Linked DNA regions of Mus musculus: all the other regions are linked to region 2. Evidence: chromatin contacts called from public HiChIP or PLAC-seq data. All regions are on one chromosome and are shown on one strand. The core of a region is the stretch at or near the end of the contact, and the rest is flanking DNA. Distances in the headings are between cores, read along the strand shown.

Evidence for each region. HiChIP or PLAC-seq counts read pairs in DNA pulled down with a chosen protein or histone mark.
Region 1: an H3K27ac HiChIP or PLAC-seq map of heart atrium shows a contact between it and region 2, with 5 times the contacts expected there. The contact joins two enhancer-like sites. A contact is called at or near these places in 2 of 15 datasets of contacts at CTCF or cohesin (the NIH/3T3 cell line and large pre-B cells) and 2 of 115 datasets of contacts at active chromatin or transcription factors (astrocytes and heart atrium).
Region 3: an H3K27ac HiChIP or PLAC-seq map of heart atrium shows a contact between it and region 2, with 5 read pairs. The contact joins two enhancer-like sites. A contact is called at or near these places in 2 of 115 datasets of contacts at active chromatin or transcription factors (cardiomyocytes and heart atrium).

Annotation. Positions count from the first base shown.
Region 1 is chr13:29,837,328-29,840,214 of GRCm38.p6, reverse strand. All of the region lies in intron 4 of Cdkal1 (CDK5 regulatory subunit associated protein 1-like 1), which reads left to right. Among named protein-coding and RNA genes, the nearest start is that of Cdkal1, 17 kb to the left of the region's middle. Within about 2 kb of position 1,349, at least 11 of the 459 cell types and tissues checked have an H3K27ac peak or open chromatin away from gene starts, as enhancers often do. A contact at or near this core is called in heart atrium, where this site is marked.
Region 2 is chr13:29,548,929-29,551,628 of GRCm38.p6, reverse strand. The region is part of intron 10 of Cdkal1 (CDK5 regulatory subunit associated protein 1-like 1); the gene reads left to right. Among named protein-coding and RNA genes, the nearest start is that of Cdkal1, 310 kb to the left of the region's middle. Within about 2 kb of position 1,263, at least 39 of the 459 cell types and tissues checked have an H3K27ac peak or open chromatin away from gene starts, as enhancers often do. A contact at or near this core is called in heart atrium, where this site is marked.
Region 3 is chr13:29,176,926-29,179,638 of GRCm38.p6, reverse strand. No RefSeq gene overlaps it. Among named protein-coding and RNA genes, the nearest start is that of A330102I10Rik, 160 kb to the right of the region's middle. Within about 2 kb of position 1,313, at least 13 of the 459 cell types and tissues checked have an H3K27ac peak or open chromatin away from gene starts, as enhancers often do. A contact at or near this core is called in heart atrium, where this site is marked.

The DNA.
Region 1 (2,887 bases), core at 100-2,599, 290 kb before region 2:
TTATTGAACTATAACTATATTTAGAAGGGTGTTTAAGACTTTGTTGCCGAGGTATAAAGTGGGATACACAATGATTTGTTGCCTCTTTGAAGTGGCTGAGATTACAAACTTAGGCTATGCTTGGATTTGAACTTAGGGATTCTGGAGTGCTAGGTTGACACTCCTCACAGAGCTACTTTCGTGATTTCTCTGTTAGTTTCTGTTTCTTCTTTATATACATGTTTGTTTTTCAGGCAGCACAGAAATAATTAATATATATATCAAATCAAATATATATATTTGATTTATTTGTCTAGTTGGCTGAGAAATTTCCCCATATTTGGCTTCTTAGGAAGTGCCCAAACTCATTTTGGACAGAATGCTAAGCAGCCCTGATTTGTCCTATACTGTGTCATCTGTACAAACCAAGGAGTGTGGGCCTTTCCTGTGTCCTTTGTACTTCAAGCAGTATTCTCCTTATGTTTAAATAATCTTGAATGATTGAGGAGAATGTTGGCTTTCTTGAAGGATTAGTTGGAAAATCTGGTTTGGTCTCCAGAATTTGAATGATTGATTAGAATCTTCATTTTTTGTTTTTTGTTTTTCAAGACAGGGATTCTCTCAGAATCTTCACTATTTTTAAAGGAGTAAGTGAATTCTCTAGTTCTTGGTTCTGGGTCCTCGCTCTGAAGACGCTTATCATTTGTCTAAAATGAATGGCCAGCAATGGTTAGACTTCCATGCTAGTGAGTCATTTGATACAGAGTGAAAACCTGCTTTCCCAATTTTCCCACTATTAAAATTGTGATACTGTTACCATTCTCCTGTTTCTCCTTGTGAGCTTGCAGTTTGTTCTTCATGCTGTTAACATTTGACCTAAACTTCAGCTTTGTGTAGCTTGTGAGCAGCAAAGCCAGCCATATGCTGTTTTCCTGAATAAACTTGATTGAAAGGGGAACTGTATCAGGAGATTGAGGCTTTAAAAAACTTCTGGCCTGCTACACTGTGTTCTACCTACATGTTAGAGGTTTTATGAGACAAATAAAACACATATCCATATACTTTCAGAAATCTGATACCTATTTAATTGCTTAATAAAGTTCAGATTATGCTTAAAAATATTGTACAGTGTTCTTGAGTAATTTATGTAGAAATAGCCTGTGTTTAAATTGTAGTTTTCTTTCTTAAGAAAATGAGTAGATGACAAATTACCATGAAAGCATCATTTAAAACATACTTAATTTTTTTATTTTTATTTTTTGTTGCCTTCTTTAATTTTGGGTCTAAAAACTTCAGGGACATTAGTAGTTGAGTATGTTCAACACTCTGGCCTTCAGAAGGTTTGTGTTAAAAATAAGATGTGTTTCTAGCTTTTGAACAGCAGATGGCAGTATTGCATCATGCGATCACTTAGTGGTGTTATGACCCCTGAACATGAATTCCATGTTACAAATGATCATCTAATAAAATGATTAGAAGTCATTAAGTTACCTAACATTTAATTTTTCTCTGCTTTTTTTCTATTTTTAACAGTATTTATATAAGAACTTGGCAAATTGACCTTTTCAGAGGCCATGTGAGCTCTTGTTAATCTGAGATGCAGTGCGCAGCAAATCAGATGTGTGATTATCCAATGATGGGCTGACAGCTTCAACTGGTCTTGGTCGCTTTCACTGCTCGTCCTAGTGTCTGGTTGTGGCTTTCCGTAGGAATATATTAAGGTGGGATTTTTGAATCTGAGGAAAAACTATTTGTTACTTTATGACTCTCTTACTTTCAGGCTTACTAAAAACAGTGGCATGGGTCCATCTTGAGTGCCTCATGAATTCTCAGACCTGTTTATTAAACAGGGTTAGGAAATGGTAAAGCAGAAAGAGTTGAACTCTGCACTTTCACATTCCCCTCTGACTTGACGTGGGTTTGAGGGTTGATGTAAGAGGGGCCTAGAATCTTGGTACAGGTTTATATATACTCTTTGGTATGTATTATATTTATGGTAATCTGAGGGCTTTCTTAGTGGTGGTAGTTGTGCCTTAACATTGTTTTCATGAACCTGATCATCTTAGACCCTCCTCTCCATAAGCCACAACGCTTTGGCACCACTGCTGTTTAGTATATTTCTGCTTACTGAAATAGTGACTTCTTAGCCAGTCCCCACCTAAGTGTGATTCACCCATTTTTCCTTTCCTTTGGTGAAGTCTTTCCATCTTACTCAGCTTGGACATTTCAGAGATACTTGGTCAGCAAATCAGAGCTGAAGTACCCAACTTTTAACACTCACACTGTAAAATAAGGGTAAAATCAGGTAATATCTTCTATTAGCTTAATTGCTAGCCAGCTAGCTCTCTCCCTCTCCCACTCCCTTTCCCCTCCCCCTCCCTCTTCACCTCCCCCTCTCCCATTCCCTTTCTCTTTCCCTCTCTCTCCCTGACAGAGTCTTACTGTATAGCCCAGGCTAGCCTTAAGCTTACAGTGATCGTCCCGTGTTAGTCCTCTGAGTCCTGTGATTAGTCCTGAGCACTGCCTTTGGTAGAAGTGGAGGATTAAATGAGCTAGCATGAGCAGTGTCCATGTGTGTTTGAATTACAAGTGCCATTGCACAGGGTACCACACACAAAATAGGAATTTTTAAAATGTGCATTATATGTGGGTTAGTGATCAAGTAGAACTGACTTTTGAATATGATGAATGTTAATAATTGCTTTCCAACTTTAACACAGAAGTCTATTGTAACAGTGAACTAAGTGGTATGTATGCATGTGAACGTCTGGAGCTTTCAGTAGAGTCCTATTTAGGTGCTGTCAGGTCCACTTGGCTTAGTCTTGACATGTCTGAGATAAGATCGCACGCCATCACTCTTCCTGACATGGACACTTTTACAAATGGTATTGAATCAGAAATCCAGTTT
Region 2 (2,700 bases), core at 14-2,513:
CCCTGGCATCTGTCCATGGGTCTTTGCTGCTTTTTTTTTTTTTTTTTTTTTTGTCTTTTAGTTAGTTTCTCTACAGTTAATTTTTTTGGTTCCCGTAGTTTGAGACTTTGCCTAGTTGAGAATTGCAAATATATTGGACTAATTTTGCAAGCAAGAGTCAGTATTCATGTTGTATTTTAACTGTTTGTAAAAATGCTGTGTCTTAAGTTGGAGGTAACTTCACAGTTTTACCTTTTTGTTTTTCTTCTGGAGAGTAGGGATCAAGTAGAATCAAAGGAATGGAGGAATTGAAACATCAGGATTTGTCTGTAAGCAAAGGAGGAAACATAGTTTAGGGACTTCTATACATCAGAATTTGACCTTTAGATTAGGTATCCAAATGTCAAACTAGAAAAAATTAGGCACATGTCCAAGGCTCTGTGGTATCTGATGGCAGATACCACATAAAGCCAAGCAAAGAATGTGGACAAAGGAGCAGTTGTTCCAAAGAAAAAGAACATTCTAGGATCCACAATTCTTATTTGAGAAACATTACTGTAGATCCAGAGTCTGGGACCCAAGCCCAAGTTAGTCACATGGACTGTTAAAAAAAACAAGTTTTGTTTTTCATTAAGGGTGTTCTTTGTACTACGTTTGTATAGAAAAGTTATGTTTCAAAAAGCTAAAAGCAACCATAGTTGCTAAATTTTACTGCCCAAATGGCAATAGTTATTTAACCATTAGCTATGTTGCTTGGAGGAGGTCGTGGGGATCTGGGGAGATGGCTCGAAGATTAAGAGCACTTACTGCTCCTCCAGAGTTGGTTTATACTGCCCGCACTGCGTGGCTCACAGCTGCCCATCATTACAGTTCCAGTGCATTCCATGGTTCCCTTTTCTGCCCTCTGACACTCCCCTACACTCACAGCAGACACTCATACTATATATATTTTAAAAATTATTTCAGTGAGCTTGTTGAGAGTTTTGTTACATAGCAACCTTAATATCAGTAGCATATTTTAGAAATCCTTCCAAGGGTTGATGACAAACTGGTAATGTAATATATGAAGGAGATATGTTTCGGGTTTGTTCTCCACATTTTTCCAGCTCAGTGTTCGTGTAGACATGTGATTTAGAGAATGACTTTCATGCTTCATACAGTGTTGGCTGATTATAATTTGCTATTTTAAAATGAGTCACAAGCATGTCAACTTGTACTTAACACTTTGACTTAACACTTGAGAAAAGCAAGTGCTCTCAGTTAAAGCGGAACTATGGCAGTCTCGCTGTGTTTGCAGGAAGTGTGAGGCAGGCATGGCGGAGGCCCGACAATGTGCTGGATGTGTCTTTGGTAGGAAGGGGGTTGGGCTTTACTGATACACAGTTGATGGTAATATGCAAATTCCTTTAGATTGGAAAGAAAGTTGATCCAGATTCTAAAGCAGTTTTGACAAAATTCAGGTAGGAAGAAATCACAAGGGAAAAAGAAGAAGATTGCTCAAAGGTGTCAGGCAAGTCCCTCTTGGAATGGACCCAGCATTTTAATTGGTGGCAGGATTGTAGCCACAGATGCTGTCTTCATAGCACGTGCCAGAGCAGACCATATAAAGCAGTGATTGGCTTGTTGGCCTCCCAGAGGTGTTCTGGAAGACCTTGCAGGACTCACAGTGTTGTTCAGGGTAACTTCTGTGTCTGGAAAACACCACATGGTCAGTTCCTGAATTCTAGACATGTAAAACAGGCCTGGCTCTTTTTTTTGTTTTTAAATTTTGTGGTGCTGGCAAGGTCCCAGGAATGCTGGGTATGTGCCCTCAGCTCTGCTCCATCCCCACCTCAACGTGATAAGAAATTATAATTGTCATGATTTAGTACTCTCTTATTTGCTTTAAAGCTGTCTTGGCCTTTCCTCATTCACTGACATTGTTTTAATCAAGAGTGCTCAGTAGATGAGTATGAAAGATTGAATAAAGAAAAGAGTTGTCTTCATTAAAAAACAAACAAGCAAACAAACAAAAAAACTGTAGAGCCCACATAAAATCACACACTTCGAAGTCATGACACTGTGAGCAATAGGGACAGCAAAGGATGGCGATGTAAATGAGTTTCTAGGATAAGAGCATGCCTGTAGAAAGTCATGGTTTCATGTTACGAAGAGTAGCATGAGATAAATGGAGACCTTCCTGAGAATAGGCCATCTAACCTGACACAAGGATCAAAGGCAGGCATACAATGGAAACATCCCAGACCTTTGGAAGTAAGAGCTATTAAACTCTTAGCATCTTGACAGTATATTCACACCTTGCTGGTACATCCATCCTCCTTGTTGCAGATCAGTGTTGTGGTTGACAAATATACCCTGTGTGACACAAAAGTTACCCTGGGTTTGAGGGTCCAAAGGAGCTTCAGAAAGGAGACTAAGTCAAGATAGTCAGTCCGTCACCCAGACCTTCTTCACCATCCTCTCGCTGGGCCAATTTCACTCAACAGAAAGTGTACTGGACTTACCTAGGATGCTTGGAAGACACCAAGAAAAAATGAAAAGAAGGGGCAAGGTGCTAACAAGGGCAACATGGTACAAGTGAAAAACAGGAGGAGGCCAGGCAGTGGTGGGACACCTTTAATTGGGAGGCTGAGGCAGGTGGATATCTGTGAGTTCAAAACAACAAAGGGAATTGGGTGAGGGCTGAAACAGTTGGATCAGGAACCTACTGTTCAAATACCA
Region 3 (2,713 bases), core at 64-2,563, 370 kb after region 2:
TGTAAGCATGTGTCAATACCTACTGTGTGGAGCTGGGGGACATGGCTAAGTAGGTAAAGAATTTGCTCTGTTTAACTAATCATGAGGACCTAGGTTTAGATGCCTGGTACTCATGGAAATGTTAGGCGTGGCAGCAGGTCCTTGTAGCCTCAGCACCGACGAGCAGAGGCAGGAGGATCCCTGGAATGTGCTGACCAAGCAGGTATGGCTGAATAAATGAGCTGCGGATTCATCAAGAGATCCTATCTCAAAAAATATGATGGAGAACAATTGAAAAAGGCACAAGACATTGGACTCTGGTCTCTACTCCTGTTGGGACTGGAATGGCAGTTTTCTTAGGAGTTGTCAATGGATGCTCCAAGCATAAATCTGAAGAACATGCTCATATTTATTTTTCTTGAAATAATAAAGAGATTTTAATTTCAGGAGACAATGCTGACATTTCACTAGATTTTAAATTATGTGAAATCGATTTAGGCAACCAAGATGTTTCATTACAGACAAGCAATAAAAAAAAAATATGATCCATCAATTCTGTAGCTATATAGAGAAGATTCCCCTTCTTGCTATGATGTATACTACTCCTGGTCCATTTCTTTCTGTGCATTTCTGTGGTTTCATTGCAGCATCTATCTATCTATCTATCTATCTATCTATCTATCTATCTATCTATCTATCGATCTATCATCTATCTATCTACTTGTTTGTTTAGGTGGTTGATTGGCAATCTGAAGTCCTCAGAGTTCTGTTCTAGTCTGAAGGATAATTTTGCCCTGACTGAAGCCAATGACTGTTAATTGTTTGTCTTTTTCAGTCTGACATTAATTTTACCATACTTCTGGTACCTGAATCTGGATTCTGCAGCGATCCAGGCGAGGAGCTTGGATCCAGGCAGAATCAGGGCAAACCTCAGGAACCACTCCCAGCTAGTTAAAACATTATTTCCATATGAGCTAAGACTGCTTCTACAGCTTTTCATGGAAACAGTTTACTGTTATCTAGTGACATCTGGAATGATTCTCTCTCTCTCTCTCTCTCTCTCTCTCTCTCTCACACACACACAGAGAGAGAGAGAGAGAGAGAGAGAGAGAGAGAGAGAGAGAGAGAACAGAAATCATAACCCTATGGTAAAATTTTCACTTCATATGTCTCTCAGCCCCATGCATGTGGATATCTGCGTGCACTTACCTGTGTGCACTGATGAGTTTGTACATGTATAAATCTAATGGACTGAGGAGAAACAAGGCCCCTTTCAGAAGTGCAGACTTTCCCACCCTTTGTTTTGTAGCTCACAGCTATTTTTATAGCAGCACTAGAGTCTGGAGTTCTGGGAAGAAGCCAAATGTTTTGGGCGTGTCTATACAGAGAGGCCATTGGGGTTGGGGTTGGGGTTGGGGTTGGGGTTGGGGGGTGGGGTGGAGAAGCAGCAGAACCAGCAAAAGAAAACAATTCTCTGGCTTCTAAGCATGTGCATTTAGCAGCAGCAGACATGTATCATGTGACGTTGTTTCACAGTTAGGGAAGTACCAAGTATATTTTAATATTCTCTGTAATCTCACTTTTCCATCCTCTCTGGGCTCTTTATTCTACTGCCAAAACATTGCCCTGTCTAACCTCTGCTGGAGGGATAAACCCTGACCTTCATGGAAATTCCACCCTCTCTGTAAAGGAAAACGTCAGCTCCAGCCAGCCCTCCAATCCTTCCACGAAGGGAAGCTGTAATGAGATTTTAATTGGAGTAAGTCACTGTCCAGTTATTTACTCAACAAGAACATTTAAAATAATGTCTTTGTTCAAAAATAATTGTTTCCAGCGTTATTGTTTTGAAATGTAGTTTTGAATGGTGTCAGGGATTGGGCTACAAAAACATATTAAAATGATGACAACTCATGTTTTCTCATAGGCCACTGAACCCAACTTCAAATCCTACCATTTTATAAGAATTAATAGGGCTTGTGATAGTACTAATAGTAAAAGCTGCCTCATGAATTATTTAGCCGTTCCTTTTCCTGCACACTCATGTTCTTGATTCTGAATGACATTTCCAGCCACCAAACATATTGTGATATTGCTTTCCCCAGCTTTAATTTCACACGCTAAGGAGGTTTACTAGGACAGCATGATCCCAAGAACCATAGAGGAAAAAGGGTTATTTTTTCTTCCTTTTGAACAACTGTAAGCCTTACCATTACACTTATATATCCAAGTGTTATTTGGCACCTCCAGCAGAATTTACATATCAGTTTGAGGTCAATCTTTAGCCAATATATACAGAAGAGAATTTGAGGAGGGTCAATGTAGATCCTAGATCATGATCACACAAGATCATGGGTCTATCTATCCCATGAAAGAGCAGATGGGACTGTTTCCAGTTCCGTTGACTGTGGGGTTCTAGAACATGCAGTAGAAATCACATCAAGTAGCTAATCAAATAAAACGAAGGATAGAAAACAGAATGCTATTAACTCACGTCCCTCCACCCACACTCACATACTGGGGCTCAGAATCAGGTTTTGCTCCATCTAAATAAAAACAAGAGAAACAATCAAGTAAGTATGTGCGATGAATAGCTATCATACTGGAAGTAACATTCTTCAAAAAGAGGAAAACTGGGACTTTGCCTTGCTGAACATCTGGAACTTAGATTCGAGCCAAGACGTGTTCATCGTTTGGTAGGATCAATCAGCACACGTCTCCATCACAATGATCACAA